Linked DNA regions of Sus scrofa: region 2 is linked to region 1. A link is a contact called in public HiChIP or PLAC-seq data. All regions are on one chromosome and are shown on one strand. Each heading gives the region's core, a stretch centred on a gene start, on an enhancer-like site or on the middle of the called end of the contact. The rest is flanking DNA. Distances are from core to core; before and after follow the strand shown. Region 1 overlaps FHAD1 (forkhead-associated domain-containing protein 1). Region 2 holds the start of EFHD2 (EF-hand domain-containing protein D2).

Region 1 (4,500 bases), core at 988-3,487:
AAGCTCAGTTGACTGTGTCTATTTTTTCAAGACTGTTAACAAATGAAAGCCTTCCCTGCATACATAGAAGTGGCTCTTTCTCTGATAGCCAAGATAAGCAGTATTTTTAAGTGAAAAAAAAGCAAGTGGTAACACAATATACGCAGTGTTTGCCCACTCTTTTTTTTTTTTTTTTTTTTTTTAAGTGTCAGTATCTGACCAAAGGGAAAAATCTGGAGAAAATGACGTGAAAGGGTTGACAGTATTGTCCCAGCATTGGTGGGACTGGGTGGGCCTTGACCCTCACTAGGTCATTCAGCAACTATTTTTTCTGGGCCTACTATGTGCTGGCCACTGAGGATCCAGTAGGGAACATTTTCCATTGGATTTCCACATTTATAGATTTCCATAGTGTTTGGATTTGTGTAATGGGCCTATGGAACTTTTGTACCAAGAAATACAATGAAGAATTGTGGGAGTTCCCTGGTGGCCTAATGGTTTAAGGGTCTGGTGTTGTTAACAGCTGTGACTTGAGTCACTGCTGTGGTGCAGGATTGATCCCTGGCCTGGGAACTTCCACATGCCACAGATACGGCAAGAACAAGCAGAAGAATTGCTACTTCTCCCAAAGAGGGAAATTGCTTTTTTTTTTTTTTTAAACTGCTGCTCCTGTAGCATATGGAAGTTCCCAGGCCAGGGGCTGAATCAGAGCTGCAACTGCTGGCCTACACCACAGCCACAGCAACTTGGGATCCAAGCTGCATCTTAGACCCACATCCCAGCTCACGGCAATGCTGGATCCTTAACCCACTGAGCAAGGCCAGGGATCAAACCCACATCCTCATGGATACCAGTTGGGTTTGTTACCGCTGAGCCATGACAGGAAATCTGGGAAATCGCTTTCTGATTACAGTTCCTTGTCTAATCTGGAACGGAGATCATACACTCCCCCTTCCCCTTCAGCACCTTTAACTTCCCTCTCTCCCTGAGCCTCTTCGGATCCTACCCAGGATTTGACGCTTCCCCTCAGGTTCCTGGGTCACAGGTGGCATCTGAGCGCAATCCCAGATTCCCCTCAATTTAGCCCCAGAAATCCATCCATTCGCCAGGTTGCCAAGGCCCAAGCCAACATCACCCATCTCTGCCATCTCAGAATCCTCCCACGGCACCTCTCCCAACGCACACTTCACATCCGCCAGCCCAACCAGCCCTCCCAAGTCTCCAGCCTCTCTCAAAAGAGGATGCCAGACCTAGGTCTGAATTCTGATCCTACTGCTTGCCAGCCCTGCAGCTTAACCTTGCCGAGCGTCTGTGCTCACCTGTAAACACAAAGGCATTTCCTTCCTGGGTTGTTTGTGATGATTAGAAAACATCACATGTAGGAGTTCCCGTCGTGGTGCAACAGAAACAAATCTGACTAGGAACCATGAGGTTTTGGGTTCAATCCTTGGCCTTGCTCAGTGGGTTAAGGATCCGGCGTTGCCAGGAGCTGTGGTGTAGGCCAACAGCTAGAGCTCCGGTTCAACCCCTAGCCTGGGAACCTCCATATGCCTCAGGTGCAGCCCTAAAGAGCATTTAAAAAAAAAAAAAAAAAGAAAGAAAGAAAGAAAAAGAAAGAAACCAAATATCACATGTAAAAGTCCTGGCCTGGTGCCTGGCACACAGCAAGTACTGAATGCTTGATAGCTATTACTGCAAAACTCTTATCCTCACTCTTCCAAGCTGGACCTTCTCGGCACATTGCGTTGTCAGAGGTCAAGGGCCCAGGCTGGAGCCTGTTCAGCTCCCCTCCATCCTCTCTCCGCACCCATCTTCTCTCCCTTCCCTCCGTCTTCCCCAGACGCAGTTCTTCCCTCCCGGCACCTCCCCTCCTGGCTGCCGCCCGGGTGATCTTGTGCCCAAGGTCCTAAATCACGACTTCCTTCTTCGGCATCTCCAGCCTCTTTCTCTCGCTTTTACTCCTTTGTCATCAAACATTCAAGATGGCACATCTTTAGTTCCTTTTCTGCCGCTGACACCGCTGTTCCACTGAGATCGTGAAGTGTTTTGCACCCTCTGTCCTCAATGCCAGCTTCGTACTTTGCCTCTTGAGGAACCGACGTAGAGCCTCACCTCCCTCCCCCTCCAGGTTCTCTTCCTCGAAACCCTCTCATCTTTGATTATCACAGCCGGGGGCGGTGGTGCTCCTGGCATCCAGTGGGCAGGGGCCAGGGGCGCTGCTGAACGTCCCGTGGTGCACAGAACAGCCCCCACAGCAGAGACTTGTCCAGCCCAAGAGGTCACAAGTGCTGCAGTTACGAAACCCTGCTGGCTCCTTCCTCTCTAATTCATCACACTTATTTTTCTGGGCGGGGGTGGGGGGGAAACACCCATCATTAAGCCAACTCACTGCTCCATCAGCAGCTGAAATAGCAGTGACTCAGACCCTGGAGTCACACCACCAGGAGCCCAAGCCCTGGCTCAACCAATTGCCAGCTGTATGGCATCCAGCAGCTGCGTGTCTCGGAGCCCGACCACCTCATCTGTAAAATGGGCTGAGAGTCGGATGATACAGTAGGGAGATGCATTGATTTCGTCGCGGAAGGCCAGGCACGCAAGTCACATTCATGACACTTCGGTGATGTTTAAATCAAGTTGACACTCTTGAGGCTACTGTTCCAGGCCGGCCCCAAATTGACCTCAGCCATCCACCCCAGCTCTTCCCTCTCCTCCTCCCCTCCCCCATCATCCGCTCCAGCCCAGGTAAGCTCTACCCTCTTCCAGAACATGCACTGCCTTTCCCTACCTCCCCTCCTGCCTTCACTACTCCCCATATTCATTTCCTATGGCTGTTAGGACAAATTACCACAAACTTAGTGGCTTAACACAACTCATACTCATTCTTGTCCAGCTCTGGAGGCCAGAAGTCCATAGTCACTTTCACAAAGGTAAAGGCAAGAGGCTGGTTCCTTCCGGAGGCTCTAGGAAAGAATCCGTGTCCTCACCTTTATCAGGCTCTAGAGCTTTATCCCGTGGCCCTTCTGCCGTCTTCAAAGCCATAGTGGCACACCTGCAACTCTCTCTCTGCTTCTGTCACCTCGCTTTCTCCTCCGTCTGTAATCAGATTCCCTCTGCTTCTTATGAGAACCCTGTGACTCTACTGAGTCCACCGAGAGAGGCCAGGGTACCTTCTCCATCACCTCATCACAGCTGCAAAGTTCCTTCTGCCCCGCAAGGTCACATTCATAGGCGCCTTGGATCAGGACATCTTTGGGGGCACCATTTATCCTACCACACCTTCCACTGTGGAACGCCCTCCCCTCCAGCTGCGTTCCCACCAATGCCCATGCCCACTGGCTCCTCAGCCAAGCAGCCATCACGGCGGGTGAATGGTCTGTCCTCTGGGATTCTCACACGCCCCCTCCTTCCACGCTACCCGGGTCCCTGTCTGTTTCCCATCAGGCACATGGACCCCGTCTCTCAGACTGAGCCATAAGTCCCTTAGGGAATGGCTCCCTATCACCCCCCACAACCAGCTCACAGTTTTGCACACAGTTGACACTTAGTCGATAGGAGTTCCATTGCTTTTATTATCCACCTGCCAAGAGAAATTTGGATTTGAGCCCAAGCAAAGCTGATAAACTTTTAATTTTTTTTTTCTTTTTAGGACCGTACCCATGGTAAATGGAGGTTCCCAGGCTAGGAGTTGAATCAGAGCTGCATCTGCCAGCCCACTCCACAACCATAGCAATGCGGGATCTGAGCTACGTCCGAAACCTACACCACAGCTCATGGCAACACTGGATCCTTAACCCGAAGAGTGGGGCCAGGGATCGAACACGTGTCCTCATGGATACTAGTCCGGTTCGTTGCCACTGAGCCATGATGGGAACTCCTGATCAGCCATTTTATAAACACAAGGTGGGAGTTCCTGTTATAGTTCAGCAGGTTACAAACCCAAAATAGTATCCGTGAGGATATGGATTCAATCCCTGGCCTGCTCAGTGGGTTAAGGATCTGGCGTTGCCATGAGCTGTGGTGCAGGTGGCAGACACAGCTCAGATCTGGCATGGCTGTGGCTATGGTGTAGGCTGGCAGCTGCAGCTCCGATTCAACCCATAGCCTGGGAACCTCCATATGCCATGGGTGCGGCCCTAAAGAGAGGAAAAGCGAAAGAAACAAAAAGCCAAAAAACACAAGGTGGACGGCCATTTATGCCTTCTTGATGGGAGGGCACTATTGTCCTCTTCCGCAGTCAGCCAGCTCTGTGAAGACAGCGTTCAAAAAGCAAAGGAGGTGAATTGAATTGGTATTTTACAGACACAGACATTAAAGTTCAGAAGCTAGGAAATGGTTTCAACATCACGCAGCTGGCAGGTGGAAGACTCAAGACAAAAGCTCAGACCCTCTGAGCTCGCTGCTCTTTCTCTAACACTCAGCAAATAATAACTAATAGCCTTCCTCTTGCTTCTCTTTTTAAGGATTGTCTTTGTATCTGAAATATCTTCTGGAGCATTATAAAAAAATTGCAAACCAGACCCA
Region 2 (4,551 bases), core at 154-2,653, 64 kb after region 1:
ATGCCACGAGTGCAGCCCTAAAAAAAAAAAAGGACAAAAGACAAAAAAATTAATGAAAATTTTGTATTATCTGGATTTTGCCTTTTTTTTCAATTTTATCCTTTTTAAAAATTGATTTTTAAATGAATTTAGCAATACTCTTATACTATGGCAAATCAATACATATCAATTGAGGATCTGTTTTGTACAAACCAGTCTGTAACAGCTGACAGTTTCTACGTTCTCAAGTGCTCTCTGCCTGAAGAGCACTGTTTTTTGGGGTTGCTTTTTTTTTTTTTAAGCCCTGACCCCATCTTTTCTCTGCATGTTGGCTGGTGGGAGCCATTTCTGCAAAATGATCTTGAGCATCATCCTAACATCCTAGAGAATAAGCACAAAGCATAGTTGTGGTTCTCAAACTTCGAGGAGCCAGACTCCCCTGAGTGTCTGTTGAAATGCAGATTTCTGGGCCTCATTCCAAAGATCAGTTTTGTCTGTCTGGACTGGAGCCTGGGAATCTGTTTTATTAGCCAGCCCCACCCCTTTCGTTCTTCCGATGCTGGAGGTCCACAGCTTTGCCATTTTAAGGTGACAGACCAGAGCACAGAGAGAAATCCTCTCTGGCTTCTTCCTGACTCCCCATCCCATGGGCCCTTGGAGGGGACATCTCTCCTCTGGGATCCCCACTAAAACGGCAACATCAAGATCTCCCTGCTAGTTCCCCTAAAATAAAGTCACAGGCGACCCGCGTGGCCCAGTAGCTGTTCTGCCAAGTCATTCATGTGATGTGCTGGCCCAGGGGGAGAGGACCAGCCCCGTCTCCCTTTCTGTCTTCCGCGGTCTCCAAGAACCTCTCAGGGCTGAGGCCCAGCGCCATCTCCCTCGCAGCTGCTGGTCCATCCCCTTCCAAAAGATGCAGCGGCTCCAGCTGCGGTTACATCTAAACGGGGGTTCCTGCTCCCTGGGTCCACCTTCTTCATTACCCTTGCAACCCTCATTGAGAACGCCAGTGTGTAACATCGAGTCGTCTCCATGGCAACCGACAGGGTGTCACGCCGCACAGGATTACGACTCCACCGCGCGGGGATTCCAGAGAAGGGGTTGGGGGCGGCGCCCCCCAGACCCTCACCTAAACTGCAGGACCCCCTCTTCCTTCCCGCCTCAACCCCGGCCCCCAGCCCGACCTCTCGCGCTCGGCGGGCCCAGTGAGGACGGAGGGGGGGGGTGGCTTTCTCCGGGGACCCCCCAGCCTTACGGGGGGGGCGGGATGGTGGCGGACCCCGCGCCCCCGGCACACTCGAGCCGCCGCGATCCAGACCCAGCCCGCGCCGGCTGCGCAGGACCGGGAGCGGGGGCGGGAGCGGGCGGGCCTGGCTGGGGAGTAAGTCCCACCTTCGGGGGCGGTGCCTGGCGCCGGGGAGTGTCAGGAAGAGGAAGAGCGCGGCCAGAGGCGGTGCGGGCGCGCGGTTAGCAGGGGCCGGGCCGAGGCGAGCGCCGCGCGGGCCACCATGGCCACGGACGAGCTGGCCAGCAAGCTGAGCCGCCGGCTGCAGATGGAGGGCGAGGGCGGCGGCGAGGCCCCGGAGCAGCCCGGGCTGAACGGGGCGGCGGCGGCGGCAGGGGCGCCCGACGAGGCGGCCGAGGCGCTGGGCAGCGCGGACGACGAGCTGAGCGCCAAGCTGCTGCGGCGCGCCGACCTCAACCAGGGCATCGGCGAGCCCCAGTCGCCCAGCCGCCGCGTCTTCAACCCCTACACCGAGTTCAAGGAGTTCTCCAGGAAGCAGATCAAGGACATGGAGAAAATGTTCAAGCAGTGAGTGCCCGCCCGACTCGGTCCCCCACCCACCTACCCCGCGAGCCGGCCTCGGCTCCCGAGCCCCCAAGCCCGGACCCCGCACCGTGGAGACCCGGGCGGCCAGGCGAGCTCCCCGACCCAGCAGGGCTGGGGACCCCCCGGCCCCTTCCAGATAATCGCGAGGCTGGCTTCGGGACCTCCTTCCCACCACGCATATAGCTCTGAGGACCCGCGGCCCCTGGCACGCGACCCCTCCTCGCAGTGACGCCTGCCCCCGGCTCCCCGCACGCGCGCACACACAGTGGGGGACCCCGCGGCTCCTTTTAGATAAGTCCCCGCGAGCCCCCGCTAGCACCACACGCACGGGTCTGGAGACTCCGGATCTCTGGCCTAGGATCCCTGCCTTGTTAGCGATGCTTCTCCACACCTGCAAAACATCGTGCTTGAGGACCCCGAGGCCTCCCTTTCCCTTTCCAAGCCCACCCCCAAACGCAGGTCCGAAACACCCCACCCCACCTCCAGCGCCTCAGCAAAGGTGACCATGTCTTTCTCTTGGGGTCCTTTGCTTTCCTCTGCTTATCTCAGATCCCCCATAACGTGGGTTCTGAGCCGAGACCCCTCCCCCACGCCCCCTCTAGTTATTCGGCATCTGCCAGCAAACTGTGGTCTAAGCCCCTTCAGGTTCTCCCACCTCTACCCCCATCCAGCCCGTTGGCCAGGACCCCAATCCTTGACGCTGGGGAGGGACCCCTTCTCTGCAGGCATGTACCCCCCCCATAGTCCCCCCTCCCTCCCCAGGCTTTCCTTCTCTCCTCTTGCCCTGGCCAGCCCTCCCCCCACTTTGCAGTCACTGCCTCCTGCTTTCCGTGGGAACACCCCACCTCTCCTTGCCCCACTCCCCCGCTGCGGGCCCCCTTCCCTCCGCACACACGGTCCCAGACACCCCACACCTTCCAGTCTGACTTGGCCAGTTGCTCTCACCCCTGGCTTTACCTTTTAACCCAGCAGGTTGAACAGGTACTTCCAGGCCTGTGGGCTTACCCCTCCCCCAATAACAGCAACAAAACTTTAAATGTCTGTAAAGTGACTAGGGAGAAAGGCTTCCGGTCCCCGTCTGGTCCATCCCTGGGTTCACCCAGTTGGGATTGAGGGGGTCAGCCACACTGCACCCCCCACCCCAGCCACATTTGGGCCTGCGGGTGGGGCAGGGGGGAAGGCACTCAGCACCCCCCCACCCCCCACCCCCGCCCTTAGGTAGGTACTCTTCCCCTCTGGCGTCTTGTTGCCCATCCCCCTGCCCCCGACCCCTGATGAAGCAGCCCCAGGGTGTGGTCTGGAGTGGATCTGGAGGTGGATCCGAAAGGTAGAAGCGTCCTCCAGCCAAGTCTTGGGAGCAGGAGGTCTCCTCCCCACCAGCCCGGAACAGGCAGCCCAGGGTCCAGAGGGAGGGGCGCTGGCCCTTTCTTGGCCCGGGGCAGGGCGGGGGGGGGTGTCAGTGTAGGCTGGACTGTGTGCCCAGGTACAGCAGGAAGCCCAGGAAGGGGCTGTTTTGCAACCCCGAAGCTTGAGAAAGGCTCTTCCCCGCTTCTCACTGCTCCCTGCAGCTGCTGCTTCTGCATTTGATCCCAATGCGGCGGAAGAGGGTTTGGGTTCTCAGACCTGGACCGGCTGGGACCATGCTTTTCTGAGCATCAGCCTGAGGGGAACTGAGTCCTTAACCCTCCTCGGGGCCTCTGTGTGGAGGCCCCTGGGCCCTGAGGAGCCTCCTTCTTTGACTCTGGGGTCTGGGCTGCAAGTTCTTCTCAAGTTGCCTCCTGACCACAAACAGGCAGTATCAGGAAAGCAGAAGGTCCAGGACTCCAGCCCTGATAGAAGAGCTGTTGGGAACTTCCTGGTAGAGCCTGCCCCCCCACCCCACCCCCCGCCGTGCAAGGGAGATTATTCCAATGCGCCACGATCCCTGCATTAATAGTGTCTGGGGACCAAGAAGCTCTTCCATTCATTCCTCCCGCAGCCCCATGACACAGAACTGTCATTCTCACCGTGGCGCAGTGGCCCAGACTGGGCACTGAGAGATTTGACTAACTTGCCAAGGCCACCCAGCTAGCAAATGATGGAGTCAGGATCTGAACCTGGGTTTCCCATCACAGTTATCTGCTTCCACCTGGGGAAATACCCTCCTGCAACCCTCTTCCGCGTCCATGGCTGATTTTCTGCCTCATGGACCCACCACCAGAGCCCTCTTCCTCTTGGGCTCGGTGACATCCCCTCCCCAGCCGAAGAAAAAGATGGAGCTGTTCAGAGAACCCAGACATGCCAAAACACACCCGGACTTAAGAGTCTGCAGCTTGGTTGGAAGGGGCACGTGACCAGGGGACCGGTGTTGAAGGTGCATTTGCAGAGCAAGCTCACTTTCCAAAGAGACCAGTTTTGGTGTTAGTTGGACGAAGGGTACTTTGGTGAAAACTGAGTGGAGCGGAACACCCCCCCCCTGCCCCCGCCACTGCTGCAAGCTTGCCCTTTGGCACCTTTACTGCCTGCTGGGGTATTGGAAGGGCTGGGGGGTGGGGGGCAGGAGGGGCCCAGAGAGCTGGACTTCTAGGGAAGGAAGTGCCACCCGCTGGGGGCCCCTGGCCAGCATCGAAGGCTGCAGATTTTGTATTCAAGGAAACAAGGCTTCACTGTGCCAGCGGAGCCCAGCCCAGCCGAGTCCCGGCTGTGAACAGCCAACAGACAGGCTCTCAGGCTGGACAAAACCCTCGTTCTGCTTCTGCTGT

Evidence for each region. HiChIP or PLAC-seq counts read pairs in DNA pulled down with a chosen protein or histone mark.
Region 2: an H3K27ac HiChIP or PLAC-seq map of alveolar macrophages shows a contact between it and region 1. The contact joins the promoter of EFHD2 here to the enhancer-like site in region 1. A contact is called at or near these places in 3 of 5 promoter capture datasets (fetal liver, fetal skeletal muscle and liver), 20 of 47 Hi-C or Micro-C datasets (alveolar macrophages, blood, brain and 12 more) and 2 of 2 datasets of contacts at active chromatin or transcription factors (alveolar macrophages and skeletal muscle).

Annotation. Positions count from the first base shown.
Region 1 is chr6:74,585,299-74,589,798 of Sscrofa11.1, forward strand. It overlaps FHAD1 (forkhead-associated domain-containing protein 1), which reads left to right. Exons shown (of 35, transcript XM_021097597.1): 16 at 4,440-4,500. Among named protein-coding and RNA genes, the nearest start is that of EFHD2, 64 kb to the right of the region's middle. Within about 2 kb of position 2,238, at least 17 of the 83 cell types and tissues checked have an H3K27ac peak or open chromatin away from gene starts, as enhancers often do. A contact at or near this core is called in alveolar macrophages, mesenteric adipose tissue, retroperitoneal adipose tissue and 1 more, where this site is marked.
Region 2 is chr6:74,650,411-74,654,961 of Sscrofa11.1, forward strand. EFHD2 (EF-hand domain-containing protein D2) reads left to right here and starts at 1,404. Exons shown (of 4, transcript XM_003127628.6): 1 at 1,404-1,792. The coding sequence starts at 1,488.